Linked DNA regions of Sus scrofa: region 1 is linked to region 2. A link is a contact called in public Hi-C data. All regions are on one chromosome and are shown on one strand. The core of a region is the stretch at or near the end of the contact, and the rest is flanking DNA. Distances in the headings are between cores, read along the strand shown. Region 1 holds the start of PPA1 (inorganic pyrophosphatase). Region 2 holds the start of TYSND1 (peroxisomal leader peptide-processing protease).

Evidence for each region. A called contact is a pair of places that touch in the nucleus more often than the background predicts.
Region 1: a contact with region 2 is called in a Hi-C map of liver, with 9 times the contacts expected there. The contact joins the promoter of PPA1 here to the promoter of TYSND1 in region 2. A contact is called at or near these places in 1 of 5 promoter capture datasets (fetal liver), 5 of 47 Hi-C or Micro-C datasets (adipocytes, fibroblasts, liver and 1 more) and 1 of 2 datasets of contacts at active chromatin or transcription factors (alveolar macrophages).

Annotation. Positions count from the first base shown.
Region 1 is chr14:73,166,088-73,171,021 of Sscrofa11.1, reverse strand. It overlaps PPA1 (inorganic pyrophosphatase), which reads left to right and starts at 3,334. Exons shown (of 11, transcript XM_001925080.6): 1 at 3,334-3,508. The coding sequence starts at 3,445. It overlaps LOC102163044 (a long non-coding RNA gene), which reads right to left and starts at 3,022. Exons shown (of 3, transcript XR_002338432.1): 1 at 2,828-3,022.
Region 2 is chr14:73,086,407-73,091,033 of Sscrofa11.1, reverse strand. It overlaps TYSND1 (peroxisomal leader peptide-processing protease), which reads left to right and starts at 1,416. Exons shown (of 5, transcript XM_001927343.6): 1 at 1,416-3,512. The coding sequence starts at 2,341. It also overlaps a transcript of SAR1A not described here.

The sequences.
Region 1 (4,934 bases), core at 2,085-4,584, 78 kb before region 2:
ACAGAGCCATTTTTACAAGTAATTCTGATCATGTCACTTTCCTGCTAAAATCCCTTCTAGTTTTGCATTGCTCTTTCGGAAAAAGTTCAAACCCCATATTTCCAAGGCTCTTACTTCCAAGGCTCTGCAGCCTCTAATCCTGATCACTTCTCTGGTTTCATCTTTTTTTTTTTTTTTTGCTTTTTAGGACCCTTGTCATATGGAGGTTCCCATGCTAGGAGTCTAATTGGAGCTGTAGCCACTGGCCTGTGCCAGAGCCACAGCAATACAGATCCGAGCCGAGTCTGTGACCTACACCACAGCTCACGACAATGAGGGATCCTTAGCCCACTGAGCAAGGCCAAGGATCAAACCCACAACCTCATGGTTCCTAGTCGGTTTTGTTTCTGCTGAGCCACGACGGGAACTCTGGTTTCATCTCCTAATAATGTCTATCTGGCTTTTACCTTGTCCCTTTCGCTTTATTAAACCCCTCTCATCTTTTAGGACACAGGTTAAGGGTCACTTCCTAAGAGGTTCTCTGTTCCCATAATGCAATGCCTTGTACTTCCTCTATCACTCTACTTATCCAAACTTACTGTCAATATTTGTTGAAGTCTGTCTTCCCTTCAGACTATAATAGGGCCAAGACCATGTCTTTCGAAGCACTACATCCTTACCTCCTAGCACATACAATCATCCCAATAAGTGTTAAATAAAACACAGTTATAAATTTGAAAGCCTTCTTGTTATAGGACCGATAGGTGGTAGCCGACACCAAATATATACATTATATAACTTAGAAAGAGGGCATCTGTAGAGAGAGAGAACAGAAGAGAAGACAGTGATGATCAAGATGAAGCGATGAAGAGAAGGCTAAAGGGGAGAATGAGAAAGGAGTGGCCAAAGAAGTAGGAGGGATATCAGAAGAAAATGCAGTCAGAAGCCAAGGGAGAGACAGCATCGGGAAACTGGAGGGTCAACCACAGCAAAAAGGACAGGATATAGACTGAAAAGTGCTATTGGATTTGGTTACAGGGCAAGAAAGACAATGTTTGAGAACAGGTGGGTTCACGCTTTACCAAACTTAAGAAGGTATTTTCGCCCTTCTTTTCATCAATTCCTCTGTCAATTGGTCCAGCAAAGATTCATTAAACATCTACTCTAGACCAGGTACTGTGCTAGGTCCCAGGGAGACATGAGAACAAGGTCCGAAAGGACCTGTGGGGCTCACCACCCTTGCCTGCCAAAGAAAGTTACAAAGCATGGACTCATATGCCAGCAAAGGTAAGGCTTGGCTTTTTATTGGAGTTGGTACCAACTGGCTCTCTGAACACATTCAATAAAACAAGAGCTAGTGTGCAAGTCCAGAGGTCAGCGAGACTTTATTTTCTTCCTCTGAGCTGGCAAGAAGGAAAAGAGAAAGTGCCTGTGGCACACTATTGCATCATATCTCTTTGCTCACACGTCAGTCACAGATGAAATTCTGGGGTTTTCCAAGAAAACTAGCTCCATCTGCTCAAAGGTAGAAAACTGATAGTGCAGTTCAATCAAATGAGCATCCCTTTAAGAAACTCTCTGAACATGAGCCTAGTGGTCACTCTGCAGAGATTCTTTCAGCTTTCAGTAATGCAAATACCCCTCTGCTATTTTTTTTCCTTCCCTTGTGTTCTAATTTCAGTAAAGTGGTGTGGTGTTGTGTTCAAAAGGTTGGCCTTCTGAAGATTGGTGGGAGTCTGGATGGAGACAAGAGAGGCTCAATCTAACTAGAAAATTATCCTACTAGGTTTTCATTTAATACAAGGCACTTCTCATTTTATATAGTAGATACTTTTTTTTTTTTTTTTTTTGTCTTTTTGCCTTTTCTAGGGCCACTTCCTGCGGCATTGGAGGTTCCCAGGCTAAGGATTGAATTGGAGCTGTAGCCACCAGCCTACTCCAGACATAGCAATGCGGGATCCGAGCGGCGTCTGCAACCTACACCACAGCTCACGGCAACGCTGGATCCTTAACCCACTGAGCAAGGCCAGGGATCAAACCCACAACCTCATGGTTCCAGTCGGATTCATTAACCACTGTGCCATGACGGGAACTCCGATACTCCGACACTTCTTCTTCTTCTTTTTTTTAAAGTTTAGGAGTTCTCTTGTGTAGTGGGTTAAGGATCCAGCATTGTCACTGCAGTAGCAGGCCAGCACTGCTGTGGTGTGAGTTTGATCTCTGGCCTGGGAACTTCCTCATGCCACCTGCATGCCCCCCCTCCCCGGGCCAAAAAAAAAAGCCCAGCCCATCAAAACTTTTAAGTTAAACTAGACATTCTTTGAAATAATTTTGCAATCAAATTAGTGAATAATCACTGTCTAACGAGGATTTTGAAACACACACACACACATATATATACACACACATAGAACTGGGGAAGTGAGTGAAGCAAACATCTGCCCATAACCTCGAACTTGCTTTAGCTTTTGGGGTCTGGCCTAACAACATGAAACAGTAGTATAAAAACAAGCTCCAAGGAGCTTGCACCTGAGAGAAATGTCCTCAAGGGACCATGAGCTCACGTGTGGGCTTTCCCAATGCTGCCATCTCAAGGCCTAGGGGACTTGGGGTGGGGTGGGGGCGGCAGACTGAATCTTCCTTGTGGAGGGTGGGAATAACCCAGCAACCCTTGAAATCATTACTATTATTATCTCTATTTCCCAGACGAGAAACTGAGTCAGAGAGCTTAATATCAATTTGCTCGCTGTCATATGCTGGAAAGCAGTGGAGATGTAACCTAGTTGGTAGCCAAAGGGTATCAGTAATGCAACTCAACTTTTCTCAAACAGATCAGAAAACTGCTCACCTTTAAGCAGCCTTAGCGGGGATTGCAAAGTGAAGCAGCTGATTCCTAAACGTCTATCTCCCCCTCCCCAACCCCATGTCCGCGGCGTTTGGAAGTTCCTGGGTCAGGGATCAAGCCTGCGCAATGCTGTAAACAAAGCCACAGCAGTGACAACACCGGATTCTTAACGTGCTGAACCATGAAACAACTCCTCAGCGTCTTTTGAGGTAAGAGGGTATGTGAGTCAAAGGTGTGTTCCCATTGTGTGTAGAGGGCGAGACGTCAGCGGTCAAGCCTCAGCTGGTCCAAGTTGAGACCTTCTTACTCTCTCCCTTCAGAGCCCAAAGCCCGCCAGCTGGGACAGAACGCAGCCACGTGGCCAAGCCTGGGGCTCCTGAGCAGTCCGCGGAGGCGCGGCCTGAGGGGGCGGGGCTGGGGCGCAAGGACTCGCGGGCACCGCGGAGTGCGCCTGCGCGCGGGGTGGGCTCGCCCGCGCCCAGCAAGTTAAAGGCGGCTCCCCGCCCCCAAGCAGGTCCAGTCACCGCAGTGCGCAGGCGCGGAGCCTTCTCCTTGTCAGTGAGCGCCGCGTGCGGGTTTGTGACTCTGAGCGGCGGCGGCGGCGTCCAGTCTCCGGCACTATGAGCAGCTTCAGCAGCGAGGAGCGCTCCGCGCCTTTCACCCTCGAGTACCGAGTCTTCCTCAGTGAGTGTCCGAGGCCCGCGGCCCCTCCCTGCCTGCCCGCCCATTCATTCCCTGGCCTCGTCTCCCCCCACCGCCCCAGCGGCTGCGGCCCGCGCCGGGCTCCTTGGACTGGTCCCCGGGGCCTGGGCTGCCTCGTCCTCTCATTTCACACGTCCCGCTTGCGAGCAGGAGGGCGTAGGTCTTCGTTGCTCTTGAACACGTTCGGTTGGACCTGAACCCGGGCCAGGCTAATTTTGCAGGTGTTCAGCTCGGGCAGTGTCTTAGGGGAAAAGGAAACCACTGAGTCACCCTAGAAAAGGTGCCTGGGAATAAACTAATCCCTGTAAGAGGATTATTCATTTTGGAGGAACAGGGAGGGGGAGGTGATGGTGGTGACTCCCTAAGATCTTAATTCCTCCACAGTGGCTCAGATTGTGGGCACCAAGTCCAGCCCCTCGTCCTACAGACAGGGAAATCGAGGCCCCGATCAGGAGCAGTCAGTGGAGGACTGGACCCATCCCTCTGGGGTCCCAGTAGCGCTCCTGCCTCCCGGCCGTATGTTTTCCTGTAGCACTGATGCTGGGAAAAAGCCTTATGAAACAGAAAGCTGTTCCCCTCCGGTCAAGCAGATGACGTCAATCTGGGAAGCATGAGTAAGAAAGTGCCAATTTTTGGTCCCTGTGCAGGGAATCGCGTCCAAGGGGTATCTCCCCCACGTCTGCACCAAGAGCGAGGAGGCTGCAGGCTGGCAGCGCTCAGCTTCCCTTGACATCACCTTTAGCCTTGTAGATGGAGGAAAGCTGCCGAGAGTTTATCTTTATCCTCTTACCGAGTCCCCCCTGCTCCCCCTCCGGGGGAAAAAAAAAATTACTAGAGATAAGGGGGGGGGGGCGTTTGAAAATGTGTCACCAAAGGCCTTTCGCTTTTAACTTTACAATTTTGTTCGGAAGGAAATGGGCAGGTGCCGCGGATTCTGTAAGGTCGTGTGTTGTATGAAGGGTAGTGAAGAGAGGGGTATAGGGGGCGAATGGTAGAAAATACTGAAAGAACAAAGCTCCTAGCAAAAAATAGCTTGATGTGAGAGGAAAAGGAAAGTGAACTCTAAAAGTTACACAACTTGGAGTTCCCGTCGTGGCGCAGTGGTTAACGAATCCGACTAGGAACCATGAGGTCGCGGGTTCGGTCCCTGCCCTTGCTCAGTGGGTTAACGATCCGGCGTTGCCATGAGCTGTGGTGTAGGTTGCAGACGCGGCTCGGATCCCATGTTGCTGTGGCTCTGGCGTAGGCCGGTGGCTACAGCTCCGATTAGACCCCTAACCTGGGAACCTCCATATGCCGCGGGAGCGGCCCAAGAAATAGCAACAATAACAACAACAACAAAAAAGACAAAAAGACCAAAAAAAAAAAAAAAAAGTTACACAACTAGTTTTAAGTTTAGACTGCTACG
Region 2 (4,627 bases), core at 167-2,666:
TCAGAGTGCATATATGTCCTATTTCAGGAAAAGTAAAAGTCATTTACAGAAGAAAGTCAATCTGTATCCTAAGTGTTTTAATAAAAAGTTGAAACAAATTTACTATCTCTCTCTTTTTTTTTTTTTTTGGCATTGGTTTGTTCAGAATTTGAACATGCCATGAAATTTGTTGGTGGGGGGAGCAAAAGTTCTTCCCACTTATGGGAAGAAATTAAGTACTATTTGAGAGCCTTGGAACATTCGGTGATCCCAGGGTTGGTGGTCATTTTTGCAACAGGATGGACATGGCAGACTTTTGAACAAAATCTCTTATTAACATGCTACCTAGAACTGGATTCAGTTTAGTTGTATTTCACTCATGATTGAATACAAAATTGGAGTGATGCAGTTGATTTCTTCATTTAGCAAAACGGGGAGTGCTAAAATCTGTGCTTGTGTATTTACTAGGCTTATAGGAAGCCTTGCTTTTAAACAAACGCAAATGAGTTTCTAAAACCAAAGTACTGTGGCAAAATAGAATGCGACCAAAATGCAGCAGGTTCTCTTTAGGTATTAAATTATTGAAAGCATCTTGTGATTGAAACTAATGTCCATGTTTACATGGATTTTATGTTTATATGGATTTGTGTTATTTGAGTTGGAGTGGAACATGAAAATTAAAGGCTTGAGTCAATGAGCCCAGCACTCAAGGGGGTCTCATCTTGGCTGTTGACTATGACTTGGGACTCTCTACTGTGATGTGCCATAAACAGAAAAATATGACTGATAACTTCATACTGGAGGCTTGCACATCATTAAGGGAGAATCACTGGACTCCAGAGAGAAACTCTATTGCTAGGAAGTTGGAATAGTTAAAAGAGTTTTTATTGTGATAGAGCCATCTTCTGTGTCACAGAACCAGAAGACGACAGTACCTGCTAAGGGAAGATTGCTTATATCAGTCCTGTATCATACTGTAGTGGAGTCTTCAACATGTCCCATTCTCAAACAGGTTTGTGTCACTGGGAGCAATGAGCATTACCCTGCATTGTGCTGGGGATACACCAAGCAGCAATAGTTTATTCAAAAATTTGAAGCAGAAGAGTTATGTAATTTAAGTAGTGATTGGTTTCCATTAATGCTGACATATGTACTAAAATAATCTTATTTAAATTACTATGTACTTCAGTGATACTGCGATAAACAGACCTTCAGAGATATCCTGCAGTGACCTCAAAACATCCTTGTCCCTCTGTCCTCAGAGAGATTTCTTTGGAAAAGTAGGGATGTTTTATATTAGCTTAGATCAGGGGTGGCAAACTACAACTTGTGGTCCAGATCTGGCCTGCTGCCTGTTTTTGTATGGCCTGTGAGAAAAAAAAAAAAATGCAATTCTGTGGCATGCGATAACTATATGAAATTCAAATTTCAGAGTCTATAAGTAAAGTTATTGGAACACAGCCACCCCATTCCTTTAGCTTTTGCATGCTATAAAGGCAGAGCTGAGTATGTGAGGCAGAATGTATGGCCCACAAAACCTGAGTTATTTACACTTCGACCCTTTACAGAAAAATCATTCGACTCCTAACCTAGATAAATCTTGGATGGTGGTTATGTCATTGTGTGAAATGTGCATACCGCAAACTATAGGGTTGTATAATTAAAAACTGGCTGAAGCTAAGGTTCATCATAGTTTTAAAGGGCAATTTTATTTGAGCAAACCTGGTTTCCATGAGATATGTAGTGTGGGTCATCAAAAGGCCCTAGGTGTAACCTTGTGAGCTCCATGCCCCCCAGTAAACTGCTGTAGGGTTTACTTACAGAATTTCAAAATACTGAATGGGCCTAGTATTTCCTTGCCCGTCTTATCCCAGGCATCAGAGGTCGGATGTCCCCTACACCTGGGCTGATACTGACAGGTCCTGTCTTCGCCTGGGCAAGTCTAGCCATGTCAGCGCACATTTCTATTGTCTTTCCTGTAGCGCAGCCAACGGAGACGAGACTAGGCTTCCAAGGGACCAGCACGCCTCTTCTACCGGTAAAGCCACACTCCTGTCTCACTCCTGGAGCTGATCCTCGGGTTCCGCCTCTCCCTCTAGCTCTCACCATCTGAACCACTAGGACGGGGAAAGGCGGGGTCAGCCTCAGCAACCAATCAGGGCTCGGCCCCTAGCCCAGCCAATCAGGACAGGCCATCTGGGGCTCAGCCAATCCGGCCGGACGAAGAAGACTGGCGACAAGTGCCTGCACCTCTCCTTCAGGTTTGGGTGGCCCTTCGTGTGGTCAATCGGTCTCTGTCGCGGTTCTTGCTCGCTCGCTCGCTCATAGTCCTGGAAGCCCCTGTGTGCCGTCCCAGAGGCCATGGGGCGGCAGTGGGGGCCAGCCATGAGGGCGGCCGAGCAGGCGGGCTGCATGGTGAGCGCCTCGCGGGCGGGGCAGCCGAAGGCGGGCTTATGGAGCTGCAGCGGGGTGATCCTGAGCCGCCGCCCGGGCCTGGTGCTGTGCCACGGAGGCATCTTCACCCACTTCCTGCGGGCCGGCAGCGGGGCACTGACTGTGGCCGGCGCCGCCTTCCTACCCGGAGACAGTTGCAGTGACGACCTGCGCCTGCACGTGCAGTGGGGCCCAACGGCTGCAAGTCCCGCAGGCCGCGCAGAGCGGGGCCGCGCTGGGCTGTGCACACCCCAGTGCGCCGGCCTGGACCCTGGCCCGCCCGCCCGGCCCCGCGGGCGGCAGCTGCAGCCCCCGCGCCCCGCCGAGCTGTTGCTGCTGCTGAGCTGCCCAATCTTCCGGGGCCAGTTCGCGCGCCTCTTTGGCAGCGAGACAGCCGAGCAGTGGCATTTCGCAAGCGCCGCACCGGAGGATGAGGTGTCGGAGGAGGAGGAGGAGGATCAGCTGAGAGCGTTGGGCTGGTTCGCGCTGCTGCGCGTGCTGCCGGACCCAGAGAGGGAGGCGGAGGCGGTGGAGCGCGGGCCGATAGTGGCGGTGGCGCCTCTCGGGGCTGTGCCCAAGGGCGCGCCGCTGTTGGCCTGCGGCTCCCCGTTCGGGGCCTTCTGCCCGGACATTTTTCTCAATACGCTCAGCCGCGGCGTGCTGAGCAACTCGGCCGGCCCGTTGCTGCTTACCGACGCGCGCTGCCTGCCAGGCACCGAGGGCGGCGGCGTGTTCGCGGCGCGGCCCGCGGGGACTCTGGTGGCGCTGGTGGCGGCGCCCCTCTGCTGGAAGGCCCGCGAGTGGGTGGGCCTCACCCTGCTCTGTGCCGCCGCTCCTCTCCTCTGCGCCGCCCGAGACGCGCTCTGCCACCTGCACCCCGGCACCGATGCCCTGGCTGCCTTCCTACCGCAAGAGATGGGCGCCCCGTGGGACCGGCCCCTCCGAGATCCCGGCCCCCCGTGGGCAGCCGCGGCTGTGCTAGTGGAGTGCGGTTCCGTCTGGGGCTCTGGAGTGGCCGTGGCGCCCCGACTTGTGGTGACCTGCCGGCATGTGGCCCCTCGGGAGGCAGCCGGTGTCCTGGTTCGCTCCACCACCCCGAAGTAAGGCCTTCAAGGTTACCCCCACTCCACCCACTCACCAGGTCTCAGGCCTCGGATTATAATCCTGAGGCTTATGGAGGCCTTCTGGCATCACACTCGTGTCTTGGTGGTGCAGTGTGGATATAGACTTAGGACCCTCCGCTTATCCTTGGCACCCAGAACTCCAGTTCTGGGCCCTCCTGGCAAGGGGTGAATTGGGTTTGGGCAAGATGCCAAGCAACTGGATTGGGGGACTGTGGGGTGTCCCACCTCTCCCTCCCAGACTGAATTCCTCCTGGGCAACTTCTCTGTCTCAGCCTTGGACCCATACACCAGTAGGCCCTTGAATAGAGACTTCTAACCCTGTCCTCTCTCCCCTGAAGGTGGTAGCGAAGTCCTGGGGGCCCAGGAAGGCACCCTCTAGGGGTAAGGGGAGGAGCCTGTTAATCTTACTTGATTTATCTCTTAGATCTTAACCAGAAGTCCCTTCCGGATCCAAATGAACAGAATATGACCTTCAACCTAATTAGAATATGGGAGGGGAGCCCAGGTAGATAGGTACATTTTGAATAGTGGTTGGGTGATCCTGGCAGCCAGGTTGGGACCTCCAACATTTGTTCCTTCTCTACTGGGAAGGCACTCCTGCCCTCCTTTACTTCACCTTGCTCTGACAGTGGAGACAGAAGCCATGGCTTCCTGGCTTGGTTTTCTAATTCATGTTCTTTCTGTTTCTTCTGTAGCCCAGGTGCTTAACTTAGGCCAAAGCAAAGCAGTATAAGACCAAGTGTTAATACTTGTTCTGCTGTACCAGTTCAACCCAGCCTCAGCCCAGGCCTTTCCAATTGCCTCTACTGAACTTCCGAGGTTAACCCAGCCCAGCTTTGCCATAGAAGTCCCCTCTGGCAACCAATGGAAGAGCCGTGATTTTATAAGGAAGACATGATGAGAATTTTCCTCTGCGTATGGTCCCCAATTCTTCACCCCTCCCCTGCCCCCCATCCCCACATACTCTTATCCCAGGGAACTCATCAGTTCTGCTGGAAGCTACCCCTACAGAATTTGTAGCAGGAAGCTATAATCTATCTAGGGCAATTCCCTTAATCCATCTAAGCTGCTGTCCCATAACCTGACACTGT